3 separate regions of the Mus musculus genome follow, and regions 2 and 3 are each linked to region 1. A link is a contact called in public Hi-C and HiChIP or PLAC-seq data. All regions are on one chromosome and are shown on one strand. The core of a region is the stretch at or near the end of the contact, and the rest is flanking DNA. Distances in the headings are between cores, read along the strand shown. Region 1 overlaps 2610035D17Rik (RIKEN cDNA 2610035D17 gene). Region 2 holds the start of BC006965 (cDNA sequence BC006965). Region 3 overlaps Gm46301 (a long non-coding RNA gene).

What was found. A called contact is a pair of places that touch in the nucleus more often than the background predicts. HiChIP or PLAC-seq counts read pairs in DNA pulled down with a chosen protein or histone mark.
Region 2: a contact with region 1 is called in a Hi-C map of cerebral cortex, with 4 times the contacts expected there. The contact joins the promoter of BC006965 here to the enhancer-like site in region 1. A contact is called at or near these places in 8 of 484 Hi-C or Micro-C datasets (cerebral cortex, differentiating embryonic stem cells, embryonic stem cells and 2 more), 3 of 115 datasets of contacts at active chromatin or transcription factors (embryonic basal ganglia, embryonic midbrain and embryonic stem cells) and 1 of 9 other capture datasets (embryonic stem cells).
Region 3: a contact with region 1 is called in an H3K4me3 HiChIP or PLAC-seq map of neural tube, with 5 times the contacts expected there. The contact joins two enhancer-like sites. A contact is called at or near these places in 13 of 484 Hi-C or Micro-C datasets (bone marrow-derived macrophages, embryonic stem cells, ganglionic eminence and 4 more), 8 of 115 datasets of contacts at active chromatin or transcription factors (astrocytes, differentiating embryonic stem cells, embryonic basal ganglia and 5 more) and 1 of 9 other capture datasets (embryonic stem cells).

The regions. Positions count from the first base shown.
Region 1 is chr11:113,163,654-113,166,791 of GRCm38.p6, forward strand. All of the region lies in intron 1 of 2610035D17Rik (RIKEN cDNA 2610035D17 gene), which reads right to left. The region is part of intron 1 of LOC115487747 (a long non-coding RNA gene); the gene reads right to left. Among named protein-coding and RNA genes, the nearest start is that of Gm39467, 31 kb to the left of the region's middle. Within about 2 kb of position 1,663, at least 86 of the 459 cell types and tissues checked have an H3K27ac peak or open chromatin away from gene starts, as enhancers often do. A contact at or near this core is called in cerebral cortex, embryonic forebrain, ganglionic eminence and 2 more, where this site is marked.
Region 2 is chr11:112,709,906-112,713,043 of GRCm38.p6, forward strand. BC006965 (cDNA sequence BC006965) reads right to left here and starts at 1,451. Exons shown (of 6, transcript NR_024085.1): 1 at 1,177-1,451. RefSeq lists an enhancer at 1,422-2,205.
Region 3 is chr11:112,868,544-112,871,681 of GRCm38.p6, forward strand. Gm46301 (a long non-coding RNA gene) reads left to right here. Exons shown (of 4, transcript XR_001780360.2): 3 at 1-109. Among named protein-coding and RNA genes, the nearest start is that of Gm46301, 9.2 kb to the left of the region's middle. Within about 2 kb of position 1,573, at least 58 of the 459 cell types and tissues checked have an H3K27ac peak or open chromatin away from gene starts, as enhancers often do. A contact at or near this core is called in embryonic forebrain, ganglionic eminence, neural stem cells and 1 more, where this site is marked.

The DNA of each region.
Region 1 (3,138 bases), core at 413-2,912:
GTCTTGGTAATCAAGAGCTCTGCATGGCTGAAGAGCCACATTCGCACAGAGCTGCTCGGGGCCGTGTGGACACAGCGGACACGCTGGGCTTTCCTGGGCTATCATGGGGGTCCACGTGCTGCAGTGACTGATGGTGGGTCTCCTTTCCGTTCCTGCCTCTCTTTCCGTGGTCTCCTTTCTCTTTTTTGAGAAGCCACACAACTCCTGAGCCTCTGTGAGGCACCAGATAGTACACTTGCAGGTGAGTGAGCCTTAGGATAGCGTAAGAATAAAAGTACAAATTGTCCTTTGCCAGGCGACAGGGGGCCCTCTGGCCCAGGGGAAGCTGGGAGTTAGCCTGCTTGGCTAGGACAGCTTCTCCAGGTTCCTCCTTTCCCACTGCCCTCCCCAGCTGGGGTGGGGTCACAACCTCCCTTAGCCCTGCCTGCCTCTGGACAAGTCTAGCTCAGGCCCCACACTGTGCCTGGCCCTAGGGGCAGGCAGATCTAGGAGGAGCAGCCCAGCCCCCAGCCCCCACCCCCACCCCCACCAGCCGGCTGCATTTGTTCCAGGGGGGCAAGGGTCTGGTGCAGTGACCCCTGGGACTCGCCTCTCAGTCACTGGCCCAGGCAGCTGGGAAAGGCTCTGACCTCCACAGAGACAGAGGGCTTCTGGGAGAGGAGCCCCAGAAGAGAGGCCTGAACTCAGAACCTACTCTGTTTTCCTGAGAACAGTCCTGGTCTTAAATGGAGCTACAAAAAGGAAAGCACTTCCAATCAGGAGCTTAGCTCTTCATTTGGCTTTCCCTGTAAGAGACAATCTTATCACCTTCTTCCAAACGCCCCCCGCCCCCCTCCCCCCCCCCCAAACCATAGCTTCAGTGAGACCCGGGTGACCCAAACCCCTGCCTCTGCGTACAGAAACCCCAAAGAAGGACGTGCTTTTAAAACAACATCTACAAACAAGCTTGTGAGGAAACCCCTTGGCTCCGCAGTGAGTGGGTGTGCACTGAAAACGGAATGAATGAAGTGACCCTGCTCAGGGGTGGAAGGGGTACACATTTGTGCAACCAGAATAGACCTCGGAGAGAACTATTTCTAAGGCAAACTCACGGAGGCTCTTTGTTTTCGGTCGCCCCTTGAAGGGTTTGACACAGAATGACTGCAAAGCTCATCTAGGAAAGAGTTTCCAATCTCTCCTCCTTCCTCCTCTTCTTCCCCCGCCCCCCCCTTCTCCTCCTTCTCCTCCTCCTCTTCCTCTTCTTCCTCCTCTTCCTACCCTTCTTCCATTCTGTGTTTAGCTAGCTTTCTCTCCTAAGTACAAACTCTAGACAAGAGTTCAGACTAGCTATCACTTCTGCCCCAAAGACAGTGATCACCACCAGGTCAGGATGCAGATGGCTCTAAACCGTTCTTTAGCACACTAGGGCGTCTGACCCGCTGCTGGGGAAGCTGCAGGAACACACAGCACAGAACACAATACCAACACCCCAAACTTCCTTCGCTGCAGGAGAAACTAGCTCTGAGCTCTGCATTTGTGCTCAAGCAGAACGGGCAGGCGTCAGGCGCTGCGCCCCACCAGCAGCCAGGGCACAGTCGGGCGCCTGGATGACCACTGCAGCTCAGCCAGGGGCCCGGAGGAGAAAGCAGGCACACGGTGGAGCCACAGCGCCATCAAGTGGTCAGTTTGCGAATGGTCGCGAGACGCATGCCCTGAGCTCAGGGACAATGTCCAGGGTTCCCAGTGTCAACTGTCCCTGGAGAAAACAGGGCTGCCAAGCCTTCATTCCAGGACGTGGGGCAGGAGCCTACAGCCGGACACCATCTGTCAAGGCATGCGACACCCTCCAGGGCTGACCTGGAATCTGCCCTGGAGGATGTTCGGAGACCCTGTTCCAACTCTGAGAGAGGTCATAACCCAGGCACCGCCCTCTCCTCTAGCAATGTGCTCAGAGCCTACAGGTTTCTCAAGAGCTATGGGGCAGAGAGGGCACCACCTGAGTAGCAGGCCTATCAGCCTGCCTGAATTATGCAGGGATGGGGCAACAGAGAGACAGCAAGGCAGCTGCGAGTCCAGGCTGTGGGAAGGAATGGAGCCTCCGAGTGGGAGTTGCCGCCTGCAGCCCTGACAGGCCATGGCTTTAACACTCCCTTCTGGAACTCAGCATTTAATTCCAAGTGCCTCCTGGGACAGATCTGGTCCTTGGAGTCAAATTACAGTCCAAGAAGGACTCAAAACACAAAAATAAAAACACATACTTTGCAAATAGAGGAGTGTTCCAGACCAGTGTATATCTGAAGACCTAATTATATTATTTTCCTGCACATTTATAACTATGATAGAATTTAGTATGAAAAGCAAATTAAGAGATTATCAATAACTATTAAACAACCAGAATAATTATAACAATACACTGGGGGGGGGGTGTTAAAAAAATCACTCAATATTTACAAATTCTTTATTTCTGAAATTTTCTACTTAATATATTCTGATACCGTTTCCAGCAGAAAATAGAGTTGCAGACATGAGAGGGGGCAGTGCTGTGTAAAGGCGGACAGAACAGTGGGGCGCCCTCTGTCCTAGTGCTGGCTCTGCACATGCAATCTCTGTCCTAGTGCTGGCTCCACTGCACACAGGACCTTGTTCAGCTTTCACCACAACCTTAGGAGATGGGTTCTTTTTATGATCTTTTTCTATAGGAAAGGCAGAACCCAGAAATGAAACACCCTACCCCTAGCTGCCCATTGGAGAGGGACAAAGCCAGGCCTGGATTCCAACACTGGCTTCCTGCCTCCAGACGCCATCCTCCCTCCCTCCCTCCCTCCCTCCCTCCCTCCCTCCTTTCTCTCCCTCCAGGGGGAACAAGGTTTTATCAGACAGAGATGTGCACATTTTTCAAGAGGGAGGGGCATCTTTGCAGACAGAGCTGGCTAGAAATGCCTAGCTAGGTTTGGGCATGAGAGATTGTGCAGGTGAGGGGCTGAGGCCTTCAGGGTGGACCCTGCCCTTTCTAGCTTCACTCCCACACCAATCTTAGGCCTCCCTCCCGGAAGCACCTTCTGCATGGGCCCCTCCCTGCTCTGGCTTCTGCAATTGACTTCCAGGCCAGCGTGCCCAGCTCGCCCTTGGAGCTGCCAGGACTCAAGGTTATTCAATGAC
Region 2 (3,138 bases), core at 201-2,700, 450 kb before region 1:
GTGTTATTCTTAGGGAAACACACACACACACACACACACACAGAGGAGCTAGGGGTCTAGTTCTCACCTAGGAAGTCCAAGGTTTCAGTTAAATGTAGAGATAAATAAAATCACCAATGTCTTATACTGTACTTACATCATTCTCACAAAATACAAATTAATAAACAGATCAGAGAAAGACATAAAATCCTAAGACAAATGTGCCATGCAAACGTAAGAAGGCTTAGTCTCATAGACCATGCATATTGAACAACCTTCTCCTCTCACACATTGGTAATAAGATGGATAGCTGCTAGGAGAGCTCTGCTCTGAATGTCTAGAGCTAAGCTCTCACATAATTTCACTCTCTAGCAGCAACCCAGGCAAGCAAATCTTTGAAGCATTTGTGTGACATTGAGAAGGCATCCTTATCCAAATACAGAAGAGGGACAAGTCCTGTGTTTCTCTCTGCAAAGCTAGGGTGACTTCATTTATGCCTAGCACCAGGCTACATATCCAGATGTGTTCACTATAATCCAGAGAACAAACAAAGAGCAGAACAAAGAAGAGTGAGGCTCTTACAAAGAATTCCCAAAACTCTGGGGTCCCCTATTTCATCGTTCTAGGCCTGGCCTATAGGAGCCCAGCTCAGCCACACCAGTACGTGGATGAAGTTTCTAGGTAAGTACACTGCCTACCCACATGCCACAGGAAACCAAATCCACTCCCAGCGCCCACCGCTACATGCTCAGCTCCGGCTCTTTCTCAAACAGTGTTACACATTCCTCCCTGGGTGCACTGTTGATGATGGGGAATCGTACAGACTGAAAGCAAGAGAATTACAGAGGGAAGGCGGGGGTCAGGCCAGGAAGAACAGTGGCAAGGAGCTTTCCATTTGGCAGAAGAGAGAACTATCCATTGCAGAGAGAAGAACTATCTATTGCAAAGTAACCCCCCCTCAAGCAAATAGAACCCACCTACTTGTCCTTTGTCCCTCATTCCTGCACATAGGCACAACTCCTTTGCCACCTCAGCCTGCTTCTTACACAATAGGCAGTTAGCTAGGAGCTTCAGGCCAGAGTCTGACTCGAAGCAAAAAAAGATGAAATGAAGACCACCAGGGGACCCTCTGTCAAAGCTGGGGGGTGGAATCAGATCCAATAGTCAGACTACCTCTGAACCTCGGCTCCTACTCACCTGCATCAGGCCCAAGACTTGACAAAGAAGCCAGGTAAATATCCAAACTCCACGTGGGCAAATCCAAGGGGGTCTGCCCTGCCATTTTTCCACTGTCCCTTGGCCATCTGGTATGGTAGAGCTGATAAAGGATATTGATCCCTTTTCAATTCACCAAGGTTGCAGAAACAGAGGGAAGGGGTCTAGGACCATCCTACCACCGTCCCCCAGTCTCCATGCGGCCGGCTTCAGAGCGCCCGAGGTGGAGTGGCCGACGCGTGCTCCAGACATTGAATGAGCCTACAGAATCCCACGATCTGATCTTTTATAGTGCTTTGTTTATTACCTGCGTGCCCTTATTTCATAAGGGAACTGAGAAAGAGAGAGAGGGTGAGCAAGGGTGATGAAGATGACTGTTAGGAGCGGCCCAGAGACACCTTTTCTTAGGCTTCATTCATAGCAGCAAATGAAGCTAAACAACCTCACTTTTGTTCTCTCAAATGTCACCTTTCTGTGTGCGCCACTGTGCCGATAAAACTGGGCTCTCTCGCTTTTACTCCCTCCACCCCCCTTTCCTAAAAATTACTGTGTTATCCTCCGAATATCTCCAGAGAAATTGACCCGACAAGGGAATCTTTTCTTCTTCTCCCTCCCCACCCCTCTCTCACTATTTTTTTTTCTTTCTTCTTCACACAGCTTGAACAATTTGGCTCTGTTCTGCGCACATTCCTGTGGCCCATTCTTCCTCGGTCCCCCTGTGCAGGATGGTAGGTCAGGAGAACACAGGCTCACATTCAGGGCCAAGATGGTGCTTACAGAGTGGGGGTGGAGTGGAGAAAATTGAACCGAAGGTACCTGTGATTGTTGCACCACCAACTTAATACCTGGGCACAGAGACAAAGGCTCTTTAGAAAGAGCTCAGGCTGGGGATAACCCTTCCCCCAACCCTGAGAGTTCAAAAGCTATCAAGAGCTGAAAATAAGACCCTGGTGTAATTAAAGTTTTCTAAGTCATTCTAGGCGATATTAGGCACGATGACAGAGCCTACTGCTAAGCCTTTGTGTTGAGCAATCCCTGCTAAGATGTGATGACACACTTTTACTCTTCATGCATGGGTCCCCATGTAGGCAAGCCCATGCACACCATGTGTATCCACATCTGGATGAAATGATCAATAGCCTCCCAGTCCTACATCTCGTCATACACTCAGGGGTGTCTCCTTGTCACCATGGCTTGACAGCTCCCTTCTCTGTGGAGGGAAGCCTACAAAATGAGGGCGCTCTCTCCGAAGAACACACAATTCGCTCTTAACAATCAGTGAGAATTTTAGCTGGTTTGTTTGTTTGTTTGTTTGTTTGGGATCTAAAGTGAGTACTTGCCCATGAAAGAAGATAAAAGCACCAAGAATAAGATTTGATACCAAAAAGGAGATTGCATGGAGCCTCTCTACACACTGGAGGGCGTTTAAATCGACTCTTTTCTGTGGGGAAAGAATGGGTAGGGCAATGCATGTGTAATCTGGTAGGGAGAGGTTGGAGACAGGAGGATTGCCAGGGCTATCAGCAAGTGCCTGATTCGGTAAGTGACCCTGTCTCAAAAAAAATAAAAGAGGAAGGAGGAGGAAGAAACCTAGCATTGACCCCTGGCCTAAAAACACACACACACACACACACACACACACACACACACACACACACACGAAAACACAAACACAGAAAGAGAGGAGGGATGTTTCGATGGAGAACTGGGTGTTAATGCCAGACTGAGACAGCAACAGCGGAAGCAGAAGCAAGGCGCACATGTGTGTGTTACCACCATCTCATAAAAAGAAAGCGAGGACGACGCATTCTGGAAACTGCTCTGAGTCACCGCTTATTTGTTTGTTTTTCAAGAAGGTGGTGAGACAAGAACCCTGTCTCCAAGTCTTCACCATGTAACACATAGACACGCTCCCCCCTCCCCCCACAACACTGAAAACTCCCA
Region 3 (3,138 bases), core at 323-2,822, 300 kb before region 1:
CAGTTGGCCGTCTCACTCAGTGTTTCCCACCCCTTGACACTGTCGCACAGGCGGATGTAAGAAGCACCCGCATCCACTGTCAATTCTCCGTGTGCCACCCTGGCTTCAGGTACATACAAATTTGTCTGCTGTGACGTCACCTAAAATAGACAAAATCCAAGGCTGGGGAGATGGCATCCCAGCTCAAGCATGAGAGTTTGCTTATAATTCCAGTGCTGGGGGAGGCGGAGGCGGAGGCGGAGCTGGAGGCGGAGGCAGGAGGATCCCTGTGATTCAGTGGCCAGCCAACCTAGCTCAATCAGTGACCTCCAGATAAAATTAAGAGACCTCCACATGCATATGTACAGATGTACGCATGCACACACAAACACACACACACACATACACACACGCTTGCACATGAACACACATACATACTACAAAATATGTAAAATGTTGACCTGGCGTGTCCACGAAAGTACAATGCCTTGTATCTCTCGTTTGCCTTGTTCCTCATAGTAAGCTATTTCCCAGTCTGCATGAATTACATTAGAACTCAATAACACCATTCCCAGCTGCCAATCATTTTTATCACCATTAACCTGACTGTCGTGGAGCTGATCCTATAGACAGATTGGCTTGGAAGACACTCAAAGTGTGGTGCCTTCTCCCACCATGTTTAGGCATGGGTGTATCAGTCCTTCCTCGGGGTCTAAGCATCTTTCTGATGTTACCCATAGTGAAGAGAAGCTGCCTGACCATAAACCTAGGGTCACTCTACCAGTGGAAGAAAGAGTTGCTGCCCACCTTCCAGAGTGACCCCAGCACCCCCAAAAGACCTTTGCCATGTGGGTTTGCAGTGATCCCAGCACCCCAAAGAGACTCCCTTTAATATGGGGATCCACCAGAAAGCTTCAGTCCTTACATGTGTTCATTTCTGTCACCAAACCCCAGATCCCCCACCCCCCAGCTGCAGGATCATGGCTCCCCAGGGCTCCCAGGTAGAGTTAGCACAGGGGACAGGTCAGTCGACAAACTTGAACCACAGATAGTTGAACCACACCAGCCTTCCCACCCCCACCCTCCACTCTGGAACTTTATAGGTTAAGAAGAGAAGAATAACATAGATTCAAAACATCATGGCTTCAGGTAAAATTTGGGTCAGTGTGCTGTGTAAGATATCAAACCCATATAAGCCTTCAGGAAAAAGAAGTGTTCTTCCCACAAAGAGAGACAGAGGGGAAGCCTAGGCCGTTTTTTACAAGTCTGGGTAGGATTTATTCTTGCAGGCTACGTGGGAAGGTGCTGAAGCAAGAAGCGTTAGGCTGGCTCAGGTAGAAGGGATAAAAAATATGAAGCTGGGGCAGAGGCAGGGGCGGGAATGTTATCTTCTAGCTCTGAGTGGGTGAAAGGAGACCCCAGGATCTTCAGGTGGGTAGCGTGCCCCCCTTAGGGGCTAGAGGCTGGCAGGGAAGAGGGCTAAGGTTACAGGTGGGTGGAGAAAGCTGCAGGACCATTAGAGCAAGGGTAAAGGCCAGCCTGAAGGAATGTGCCCGGCTTTCCTGGCTCCTTGGGGACTCCCAGGCATTCTTTCTAACAAGAGACATGTCGCCTGCCAGCCAGCAGATGTGGCCCATGAATAAACATCCCTGCCGGGCTGGAGGGGTGGAGAGAATAATAAATATGAAGAAAGTAGTGCCCTGCCCCTCCATACCCCCCTCCCCTGCTCCCAGGGTAGCAGACACGCTTGGCCCTCAGGGGTGGACTCAGACATGGACCGTCCTCACACACCGCAGCCAGCCCGGGCCAGCCGCACATTAATCCCGTGGATTTGGCCATCTTGTGACATAGCCAATCAGTTCGAGGGAGGGGATGGCAGGAACGCCTCTCCTTTCACGCCACAAAAGGATTTTCGTCCCTTGAGAGCACAATGAAGGGGGGAAAAAAAACCAATCAAGGCGGGATCAGCTGTGGGCTGGTGGCTGCAGATCTGTGTCTCCCAGAGGGGGGTGGGGGCACATATCGGTCCGTGTGGGAAACCCACAGCCTCAGCTTCTCACACATTGTTCTCCTCCTCTTCAGGGGCACCCCCTCCCCACCAGCCCTACCCTCCTTTCTCCCCTCCCCAAAGCCGTTAATACCACAAAAGATACATTCCCCATTGTGCCCCTGGACAGCTGAGTTAGCCATACACAGCTCCCAGAGTCCTCTCCAGGGAGAAAGCCGTGGGCCATCCACATGGAGAGTAAGATGCTTATCATACAAAGGACTTAAACCCACTTGGGCTCCTGGCCTATGGAAGCCGGTGGGGGGTTAAACACAGTTACATTTTCATTAGGTGCTAATAGCCAAAGGGTAACTCTGGGCAGCCAGGACCAGACATTGTTATGCAGAGACTTCCCCGGTTGGAAGGTCAGGGCAGGTGGGGTGGGGACTGTGGGGGGGGTGGGGGAGGTCCAGTCAGTACTAAAGTCTAATTTGGAGGGGTGGGGTGCAATGGGCAGGCATTGTTGGCCTGTGAGGTCCATCAATGGGAAAAGTCATGTTTTTCTCTGAAGGAAACAAGTTAAAATGGCAGGGGAGGGGAAGGGCTGGTGTTGGGTGGCTGGGGGTGGAATCAGGCTGTCGGTGCCTCAGTTGGCCTTCCCAAAGGCAGCCCTCACCACTGGCTCTACCTCTGAGGAGAGAGAAACAAAGGGAAAATCCCCCCCACCCCCAAGGAGCAGTGAAGAAAGAGAATAGCTTTGGAATCAGAGGGTGATGGAGTCCTGGTTCCAACCCTCTGTCACAGGCGTTATGGCCTGGGAGCATCCTAGGGACCAAGATGAGTCCAGGAGCAGTTTCTTGATAATGTAAAATGGATCTAGAACCTACCTGCAGAATTCTTGCTGTGGAGGAGTAGACAGTGCCTGATACAGATGAGGTACTTTAAAAAAAAATAAAAGGAACCCCGTGTCCCGTGCACCAGCTGCACCCTAGACCAGTGGCATTCAGTATGAACATGGCCACCATGCTCACTCAATGCTCCAGCCCCCCTCCAGCTGGGCAACAGTTCCTTCAACTTCATTTTCAGTCATTTCAGCGGAGTACTGGGCATGACAAGAAGCCCAGGTCACCTCCAAGTCCCCCTGGTCAGAGACTTGGACATAACTAGCCACC